2 separate regions of the Rattus norvegicus genome follow, and region 2 is linked to region 1. The links are chromatin contacts, called in public Hi-C maps. All regions are on one chromosome and are shown on one strand. The core of a region is the stretch at or near the end of the contact, and the rest is flanking DNA. Distances in the headings are between cores, read along the strand shown. Region 1 holds the start of Hook2 (hook microtubule-tethering protein 2). Region 2 has its middle 4.3 kb from the start of Mir23a.

Region 1 (4,876 bases), core at 1,918-4,417:
ACCCTGGTACTGGAGCTACGGATGGATGGCTCTGAGCCACCATGTGCATGCTGGGAACCAAATCCAAACTAGGTCCTCTGCAAGAGCAACAAGTGACCTCATCTGCTGAGCCACCATTCCAGCCCTACACCCATCTTTTTTTTTTTTTTTTCCGGAGCTGGGGACTGAACCCAGGGCCTTGCGCTTGCTAGGCAAGAGCTCTACCACTGAGCTAAATCCCCAACCCCCACCCATCTTCTAAACTTGTGTATATGCACAGACTGATGTGCTGAACTTCCTGACAGCCATCAGATCACACTCATACACTCAGCTGTACAAACTCCAGGATCCCAAGACACAAGTGGAGGCTAAGCCAATCACAGACCCACCACCTTCCTCCTACACAGACAGAAGCACATTTCCCTTGGACTTGGATACTCAGTGTGTGGGGTGGAGCAGCAAGGGAGCTCCAGCAGAACCCCAGTAACTGGGTGCAGGGAGCTTGGCAGAGGAGTCACAATGGCAACAGAACATGGAATTCACACAGGATTTTGCATACTCGTAGGGGTGGGTGGGTGCTGTCCTCTGGTTGTGGAACCAGGGTCCCCATCACAGCTGTGATGACTGGCTCAGCATCCAGATGTGCAGGCTGAAGGGGATGGGCTGGGGTCCAGCTGTGGCCTTAGGGAGGGGCTGAGTCACTCACTTCCCAGCAGTACAACCCAGGCTGGATCCAGCTGTTCCTGGAAACAAGTAGGAGGTGGGGTCCCCAAACCAGCTCGAGGTTACTGATCCAAACTTGCAGAGCAGGGACTATAAATGGAGTCTTTCAGATTTCTGCAAACTTTTGAGGTTCCCTACACCTAAAATGGGTTAGCCTCCTCCTAAATGCAAGGTCAGTCTCAAAGGAAGGATTTGTAGCTCTTTTTTACAGAATTAAAGGCACTTATATCCAGAGCATTGCTCCTTGGTTGTAAAAAGAGATTGCCTTGGGGTTGGGGATTTGGCTCAGTGGTAGAGCGCTTGCCTAGCAAGCACAAGGCCCTAGGTTCGGTCCCCAGCTCCGAAAAAAAGAAAAGAAAAAGAAAAAAAAAAAAGAGAGATTGCCTTGTTGCCAACATAAAAGCTTACTTTTCTTCCCCCTAAAAGGTGCGACTCCCTGCTGACCCTGTGGGAGGTTATAATTCTTTCCCCAGGAGAAAGTGAAGTTTTTGTGTTTATTCATTCAGTATTTATTTCTTTAGATATAGGGTCTCTCGAATGTGGTCCTTGCTACCATGGAACTCAATATGTAGCCCAAGCTGGCCTCAAACTCACTGCAGTCCGTCTGTTTGCTTGTTTGTTGTTTTCTGAGACAGGGTCTGTGTAGCCCTGAATGGCCGGGAATTCTCTCTGTAGACCAGGTTAGCCTCATACTCAGAGATCTACCTGCCTCTGCCTCCCAGCTTCATTTAAAATTGTGACTTCTTGAACATCTGGACAGCTGCAATATTACATCAACATTGGAACAACTTAAGTCACCCATACCTGGATCCTCAGATTTCCCCTAAACTTCAAAAATCTCTCCTCATTCTTGTAACAATCATGGTTCCTAGCAACAGTGTGTGTGTGTTTGTGTGTGTGTGTGTGTGTGTGTGTGTGTGTGTGTAGGACAGCATAACTTCCTTTCCACTCTTGTGGATGTGGGATGGGGGAGCCACTTGGCAGCTCCAATGTCCAGTCCAGCCCGGAAGCACGTTCCTCTCTATACCTTTCCACAGGACCTCAGGGACTGGAATCTGGTAAACAGGGCATGAGGGGTTGTGGAAGTGTGAATCAGCCTCCCAGGCTCTCTGGTGTGTGCAGTTGAGTGTTTGAGTGGGTTACAACCGAGTATCTGTAGTAGATTAACAACTCTCTTGTAAGATAGAGGGCGGGTGGCTGATGTCGCTGGACTCACGCAACCAGGACAGGGTCACTGGACTGGATCCCGGCTCATTGCCTGAATGGAAGCAGAACATTACCCCCCCCCCTTCCGACCTGAACCCGCCCCAAAGCAAAGCCGGCTCCACTCCTCCCTCTGGGCACATTTAATAGCCTCTAATTACAGCATATTACCCCACCCGCCTGCGGGGGAGGGGCTTCCAGTGGACCCAGGGGTCAAAGGGCGCGGTCTGGGCTTTACCTCCCCTCCCCCACCCCACCCCTCACCCTCTCCCTCCAGGCGTCAAAGCCGGTGTACTTTGTAGCCCCTATTTACTCATTTGCAAAACGGTGGATTTTCAAAAAAAATAAATAATACAGTTTCTAAAAATTAAGAAAACAAAACCTGGGAATTAAAGAAGCCCTTGACTCCTAGGGTCGTGGAGGACATTCAATTGTCTGTAGATATATAGCTTAATGGAAAGCCTGGAAACAGTGAGCACACCACAAATGATGTCTTGAGACTTTATTGTCAAAAAAATCTAAGCTCTGCGCTCACCTAAAGCCGGCTCAACCGGTGGACGCACCCTTTTCCCAGAAGGATGCGTTCCTGTGTTCTGTGCGCCCCCTGGTGGGCTTCAAGCTACCCGCAGCTTTGGACTGGTCAAGTGTTTTAAGACAGGAAGGTGCTCAAAGCACCCGGGGCCGGGAAGGAGCAGCATAGCTCAGAGGAAGAAGACCCCAGGCTGGGCAAGTGCGCATGTCCTTTACTCAGACTATCTGCCTGCTTGACCCTATCTGCTCCCAACCATACCCGCGTCTTCTGAAGGACTCCAGAATCACTTCTCTAGGGAAGACTCAAAAAAAAAAAAATCCTCTCACTCCACGACTACAGGATTTATTAATCTTTCAGCCCACATAAAGAAAGGCTCAGATCATAACGCGGCTAAACCGGAGGATTTCTTTGAGCTCTGGGGGAAAGCCATGAGCGTGCCTGTGAAACTGGGTGCGGTAGATCCGCCTTAAAAGGATCTTGAGGACCACGCCACCACATAAAGAGAAGTCGCGAGGAGCGGAGGCCACTACTCTCCTTTACCAGCAGGACTGAGCTGAGCCACACTGACACCTAGCGGCACAAGGTGCACTTGCCTGTATCCCGTATCCAAGATGGCGAGGCGGGGAGGCAAGCGCTTGCAATTGGAAGAGATCACGTGTCTGGGGCGGAGCCTAGGCCTAGGGGGCGGGATGGAGCAGGGCGGCGCTCTAGGCAGAGCGGGAGGTCTGGGCTTCGGGCGCTCGCTGGTGGCGGACCCGGAGGCTGCTGCTGCGTGCCGGGGCTCCTTGGCCCGGATCGAATTCGATCCGGAGCCATGAGTATGGACAAGGCCGAGCTATGCGGGTCTCTGCTCACCTGGGTAGGTCGGAGGGCGGGGCCTGGGTCAGGTGTGCGCCCTCTCCTCTAGCCCTGTCTTGGCTTTCTTTCCTCTGTCTTGGAGCTGGAAGGAGGAATAGGTCGTAGGCTTGCTGGGCCGTTGGACTCTGACCTGACCACCTGCTTCTATCACGTGGGCAGGCCTGAGAGGAAAGAACAGGTGAGGCCACGCCCCTCTGGGGCACAGGCCTCGTCACATGTTAGTAATGGGGACCAGGTGACTGGTGGTAACGCCTTGATCTAGGTTTGCAGGGTTTGTCTGGATAGGTAAAATGAAGTCACGCCCCGTCCCTGCCTAGGTGTGTAGAAGCCACGCCTCCGAAGAAGTGATGTATTGGTGCTGCAGGCTAGTGCTCTCCTAATCCCGTGAGGTGTCTGATGGCTGGGGAAAAAAGTCTGCCAAAGAGGTTGTTCCAGGTCCTCAATTTTCCTGTTGCCCCTTCCATCGTCCCTCTTTAGTTGCAGACGTTTCAAGTTTCGCCCCCCTGTGCCAGTCCCCAGGACCTGAGCAGCGGACTCGCCATAGCCCATGTGCTGAATCAGATGTGAGTGGGGCTGAGTTGGGAGGATCCTGAAGGGCTCCCCAGCCAGCTCATCCTACCTTTCTGCCCCTAGAGACCCTTCCTGGTTCAACGACGCATGGCTCCAAGGCATCTCAGAGGACCCGAGTCCCAGCTGGAGGTTGAAGGTGACAGGTGGATTCATGACTAGGGAATAACTAGAGGATTTAAGAGGTGATCAGAGGGGCTGGGGATTTAGCTCAGTGGTAGAGCGCTTACCTAGGAAGCGCAAGGCCCTGGGTTCGGTCCCCAGCTCCGGAAAAAAAAGAACCAAAAAAAAAAAAAAAAAAAAAAAAAAGAGGTGATCAGAAAGGGGAAGCGTTACATGTCCTGCGTGATGGACAGGCAGACCCACCTGGAAGACAGCCAGATGTCTGGTGACAGCAAGCTAATTTTGTTCTTTTTTTTTTAAAGATTTATTTTATTATATATAAGTACACTGTAGCTGTCTTCAGACACACCAGAAGAGGGCATCGGATCTCTTTACAGATGGTTGTGAGCCACCATGTGGTTGCTGGGAATTGAACTCATGACCTCTGGAAGAACAGTCGGGTGTTCTTAACCACTGAGCCATCTCTCCAGCCCCCGCTAATTTTGTTCTTTATACTGAGCACCCACAGTAAAACAGAAACCTTGCCACCATTCTTGTGATGTGGGCACAAAGCACAAACACTAACACGCGTTAACTTCCAAGAGGTGTGGTGGCAAATGCTTGTAATCCCAGATATTTTATGCTAAGGCAGGTGGATGGTAAATTCTCCATCATCCTGACTCGAATCCTTAAAAAGGAGGCCAGGGATATAGCTTAGCAAAAGAGAATTTTCTCACCCTACACATGTTCCTGGGTTCAATCCCAGGTAGCAGGGGGTTTGGGGAGAGAGGTAGCCAGAAGAGGTAGCATACACAGGAGCCCAGTACATAGGAGGCAAGAGGATCAGGACATCATGGTTAACCGTGGTGGTTACATATCAAGTTAGAACTCATTCTGAGCCACATGAGATGC
Region 2 (5,026 bases), core at 910-3,409, 800 kb before region 1:
TCTCTGTTCTTGCCGGGGGAGGGGGTCCCCAAGAGCATCCCTAAGACCCCTCAACTGGACAGGCCTTGCTTGAGGACCTAGCAGGGGGCCTTAAAATAGCTGTGGGCCCAGCCCAGGGCTGGCACGCGGCGCATATGCGTGACAGGGCGTGTCCAGGGGGTCGGGCCTGTCTGTGCTGGCCCGGCCTCTGAGCTTGGCAGATTCTTACTTGCTAGAGAAAGGCAGCCAAGGCAGATGCCCCATGAGGCACCCCCATGCCATGGGCCACCCTATGCCTGTTGCAAGTGGAGGCCAGATGTCCCTAGCAGGCCCCAGCTAGTCCTATCTTTCTGCACTTCCCTGCGACAGGCCTGTGTGGGTACAGGAGGGTCTCAGTGGTACACAGGCCGACTTAGAGCTGATGTGGCTGAGATTGGCATGGGACTCACTGCAATACTCCTGCCTCAGCTTCCTGAGTGCCCGGATGACAGGATGCAGCCCCATACCATAGCAGCATCTGGCTAGTTACTTTTGTTTTCTGAGTCAGAGTCTGATGTAACCCAGGTTAGCCTCAAACTTCTGATCCTCCCGTCTCCACACCTGAGTGCTGGGGTTACAGGCCTGCACCATCCCTGGCTTCCACAGTCCTGGTAATTGAACTCTGGACCTGTGCATGCCAGGCGAGCACCCCGCTATTTGAGCTACATCTTCATCCCCTTTTTAGTTGGCAGAGACAGGGTTTCTTGTAGCTTGGGCTAGCCTCAAATTTGCCATGAAACCAATAGAGGTCTTGAGCTCCTCATTCTCTTTCCTGCAAATCTCAAGTGCTAGGGTTATGGACCTGAGCCGCCAACTCCAGCTCAGATGGCCTTTTCTTTATGGAGAGAGTGTAGACATTACTGGGAAACTTCTCCGCTGCCTCAGTTTTTCCATCTGTAAATGGGGACATCTGGAGATGTGGTGGAACAGAGCACACCCTGTCCCTTCTATAGTCCCCTGTAGGGTGCTCAGGTCTCCTCATATCCTGCTGTTGAATGTCCTCGGTGGACATGGAGGTGTGTCTTCCTAGCTGGTCATGGGGAAGGATTGAGGGTGGTGGCGTAGGCGTGAGAATTCTTGGGTAGGGAAGGACAGCACCATGCCGGGCATGGCTGAGTCACACTCAAGCGGCGCCTTGCCTCAGGCTGCTGGGGCTTGAGCTGGCGCCACCCTGGGTGTGGCTACTGAGCTGTGGCCCTAGGCAGAGCAGGGCTGGGTGGCAGGATGGGCACATGGGCCTTGAGGGGCTGAGGGGAGCAAAACTGGGGATGCCCGCTGGTACCTCCCTTTTGTCTCCTGTGCGCCCTTCCAGGACTGGGTTCATTCAACCACAAGTATGCATTTGGTGCTCTGGAACCCCTAAGTCTTGGGTCTGGAAATAATAATAATAATAATTATCAGCTATTAATAAAAAACTTTTTTGAGGCATGGTCTAATGTAATGTAGTCTATGCTGGCCCGGAACTCGCTAAGTAGTCCGGGATGTCCTTGAACTAACTCCTGATCCTTAAGCCTCCACCTTCTGAGCGCTAGGATTACTTGTGTGCACCATGATGAAGGGTTTGTGCTTTAAGATGGGACCCACTGACTCTATGCTTCCTCAGAACAGTCAAGCACTCTCTCCCCACAGTCAGTTTTGGGGGTTGAGACAGTCCTATTTCATAGCCTACCGTGGCCTTGAACCCATAGCAGTCCTCTGGCTCAGCCTCCTGAATGGTAGACTAACAGACAGGCCTCCCAATGCCTGGCTGGTTCCTGGAAGTTTTGCAGAGTTAGGGGGGGTGAGCCAAAGCCTTCCAGAAGACAGTGGGTGATGGGGGTCAGCCCTCCTACCTCCTGTCCCAGGTCAGGACCCGGGATGAACTTCACTCTGGGGACACTGATTGGCTTGAGGGGAACCCAGCACCGCAAAAAGAATGTTAAGAAATGGAGTGGGGGATTTGGTGGTTGGACTGTGTGGCAGGCGGGCAGCGAGGGTGGGACGTGGCTGTCGTCTTTCCCTATTTATACCAAGTGATTCAGCCCTCCCTCACCCCTTCCTGCGCCCCCTCCACTCGCGGCTAGGCACTAGGCCCACCCACTTGCCTATGCCCTGCCTCCCAACCCGGGCGGGTTGTCTGGTCCCTGCGTGGGGACGGGCGTGGAGGGCAGGCATCTGCGCCGCAGGTCGGGTTGGCTCCAGCCCAGCCGCCCAGCTCCTGGGAAGAGTCTGGGCCATTAGTGAGCGCTGGTGACTGGGGCGGGGGCGGGGGCGGGGCTGGGCGGAGCCTGCAGCCCTTGGTATTTTCCGATCCTCGCTGCTTCGCGAGAGTGGAAAGTATTTGGGGATCAGGCTTGGGGACGGCCGGAGGGCTTCTGCCCTGGTTCCTTCTTGGGGTTCAATTGTGGGTCCTCCAGGGATGCCAAAGGCTTGTAGACTGTGTGTGCTAACACCGACCAGGATGCCACAGCCCAAGCCCCCCAACCCCCTCTGTTGCCCAAACCCTCCAGTTCTAGGACTTCTGTCCCTTTGGATTCCCCTGTGAGACTGAGAGTCACAGTCCTTGGTACAGGGTATCCCAGCTCCTGGACACCTGCGTGGTAATGCCCCACCGCGCCAGACAAGAGACCTCTGGTGTGTGTGAGGATGGGAGTGGCCTTGGCCGCAGCATTAGGCTCTTTGTAGGGGAAACCCCACAGGAAACTAGCCTGGCCAAATGGCCGCCCTTCCCGTTCTGGTCTCTGGGACGAATATGCTGTCTCACTTCCGGAGGTGACGGGGAGGCTGGTCAGCCTGCGGCCCTGGGCTGCCCCAGACCCCAAAGAGACGGAGGGGACTAGGGCTGGGGCTTGTTGAGAAGAAGGGATAGCGTGTGTGTGTGTGTGTGTGTGTGTGTGTGTGTGTGTGTGTGTGTGTGTATACATTCGTGTATTTGGGAAGACACAGCAGCGTGTCTCAATCCTTATTCCTCAGACATCCGTAATACCAGATCTAGACATTAGGATCCACTGTCCTGCCTGTCACTGCCTGACATGAGGGAATACTTCTGTCCTTGATGTCACCCAGGGACTTAGGAAGTAGAGACCCTCTTCCTTTTGAAGATTTATTTTTATTTTTGTGTATGTGTTGGGTATGTGCATGTGTGTGTAGGTGCCTTCAGAGTCCAGAAGAGGGTGCCACATCTGAAGGAGCTGGGGCCACAGGCTTTTGTGAGCCAGGAAACCAAATTCAGGTTCTCTGAAAGAGCAACGCGCAGTGCAGACTGTCGAGCCATCGTTCCAGCCCTGAACTTGTCTTTCTAGAGTTTCATGTGTCCAGGGTTGCCCTCCAGCTTGCTCTGTTGACAAATTTCTTGTTTCGTTTTATTTTCATTTTGTTTCTCTGTGTAGTCCTGGCTGTCCTGGAAGTCTCTCTGTAGACCAGGCTGGCCTTGAACTCACTGAGACTCACCTACCTCTGCCTGCGGCGGCTGGGATTAAAGACCTGCTCTGCCACCTTGACTCTCTTAGCCCCCCTTTCCACATCCTAAATGCTGAGGTAATGTGTATAAACCATCATATTTCCTTCATATGGTACTGAGGGGGAAACAGAGCCTAGTCAGTGTGCTAGGCCAGCAGCTGCCACTGAGCCTTGCCCCTTGTTGCCTTTTTTAAATTAAAAGTTATTTAAGTGCATAGGTGTTTTGTTTGCATGTATGTTTAGTGTCTGCAAAGTCCAGAAAAAAGTGTCAGCTTCCCTAGAACTGAAAGTGCAGATACTTGTTAGCCACCATGTAGGTGCTGAGTATTGACTGGAACCCCGGGGGAGAATAGCCAGTGCTCTCAACCCCTGAGCCATCTTTAGCCCTTTCTTTTTGAGTCACACCATGTCTTGGTAGCCCAGGCTGACCTCTATTTTTTTTAAAGATTTATTCATTTATTATATATAAGTGGACCAAACTCAGGTCCTCTGCAGGAGCAGTACACACTTTTTTTTTTTAAAGACTTTATTTATTTATTTATTTTTATATATGTGAGTACACTGTCGCTGTCTTCAGACACACCAGAAGAGGGCATCAGATCCATTACAGATGGTTGTGAGCCACCATGTGGTTGCTGGGAATTGAACTCAGGACCTCTGGAAGAGTAGTCGGGTGCTCTTAACCGCTGAGCCATCTCTCCTGCCCCAGGCTGACCTCTAAATCGAGATCTTTTTACATTTAGATTGGCCCTAGATGCAAGGGTTACAAGTTTGCTACCAAGTCATGTCCTAGCAGGCTCTGAAATAATTCCTTATTGCTCCTTCGCAGATAGAGACTTGGTCACAGAGCAGGCGTGTTCTTTGCCCAGAGTCAACCAGCAAAGAAACTGTATAGCTCACACGCAGGCTGATGAGCTGCAGAACTGAGTCCTCTTAGCCAAAACCCTTTCTTCCCCTCCTTTAGAAAAGACCTCATAGAGACCAGGCGGCTCTCAAACTCATAGAGATCTTCCTGCTGCTGTCCCTCAAAGCTAGGATCACAGGTATGCGCCACTGTAGGGCTAATGTAAGGCCTGGCCCTGGTCCACGGCATGTCTGAAAACGTACTTTCTCATGCATGTGTAGCATGCAACGTGTGTCTGATGTCCTCGAAGGTGAAAGGCATTGAATCTTCTGGAACTGGAGTTACGGACGGTCGTGAGCCGCCATGGGGTTGCTGGGAACTCAGGACCTCTGAAAGAGCAATAAGTGCTCTTAACCATGAGTCATCTCTCCAGCCCTGACCTTGTTTTCTCAAAAGAAGATATTGGGACCTGGAGCCTCAGGGAGTCTCTAAGGACTCTTGTAACTTTTCCTCCCCAGCACTGTGGACTACCATGGCTGGGGTAAACAAGTCCTTGTGCTTACAGGGTAACCACATTATTGATTGACCTATCACTGCAGACCCTGACATTTTGTAAGGAAGACGTGTGTGTTATCTGGTCTTTGTGTGGGTTTGTGCACGTCAGTGCAGTGCCCTGAGACCAGAAGAGGAGTGAAATCCCCAGACCAGAGGCTGGAGTTACAGGCA

The links. Hi-C and Micro-C count contacts between places; a contact is called where the count stands out from the background.
Region 2: a contact with region 1 is called in a Hi-C map of mammary epithelial cells, with 4 times the contacts expected there. The contact joins the enhancer-like site here to the promoter of Hook2 in region 1. A contact is called at or near these places in 2 of 12 Hi-C or Micro-C datasets (mammary epithelial cells and psoas muscle).

The regions. Positions count from the first base shown.
Region 1 is chr19:40,067,336-40,072,211 of GRCr8, reverse strand. Hook2 (hook microtubule-tethering protein 2) reads left to right here and starts at 3,167. Exons shown (of 22, transcript NM_001415053.1): 1 at 3,167-3,296; 2 at 3,773-3,858; 3 at 3,929-4,001. The coding sequence starts at 3,252.
Region 2 is chr19:40,861,679-40,866,704 of GRCr8, reverse strand. No RefSeq gene overlaps it. Among named protein-coding and RNA genes, the nearest start is that of Mir23a, 4.3 kb to the right of the region's middle. Within about 2 kb of position 2,159, at least 65 of the 93 cell types and tissues checked have an H3K27ac peak or open chromatin away from gene starts, as enhancers often do.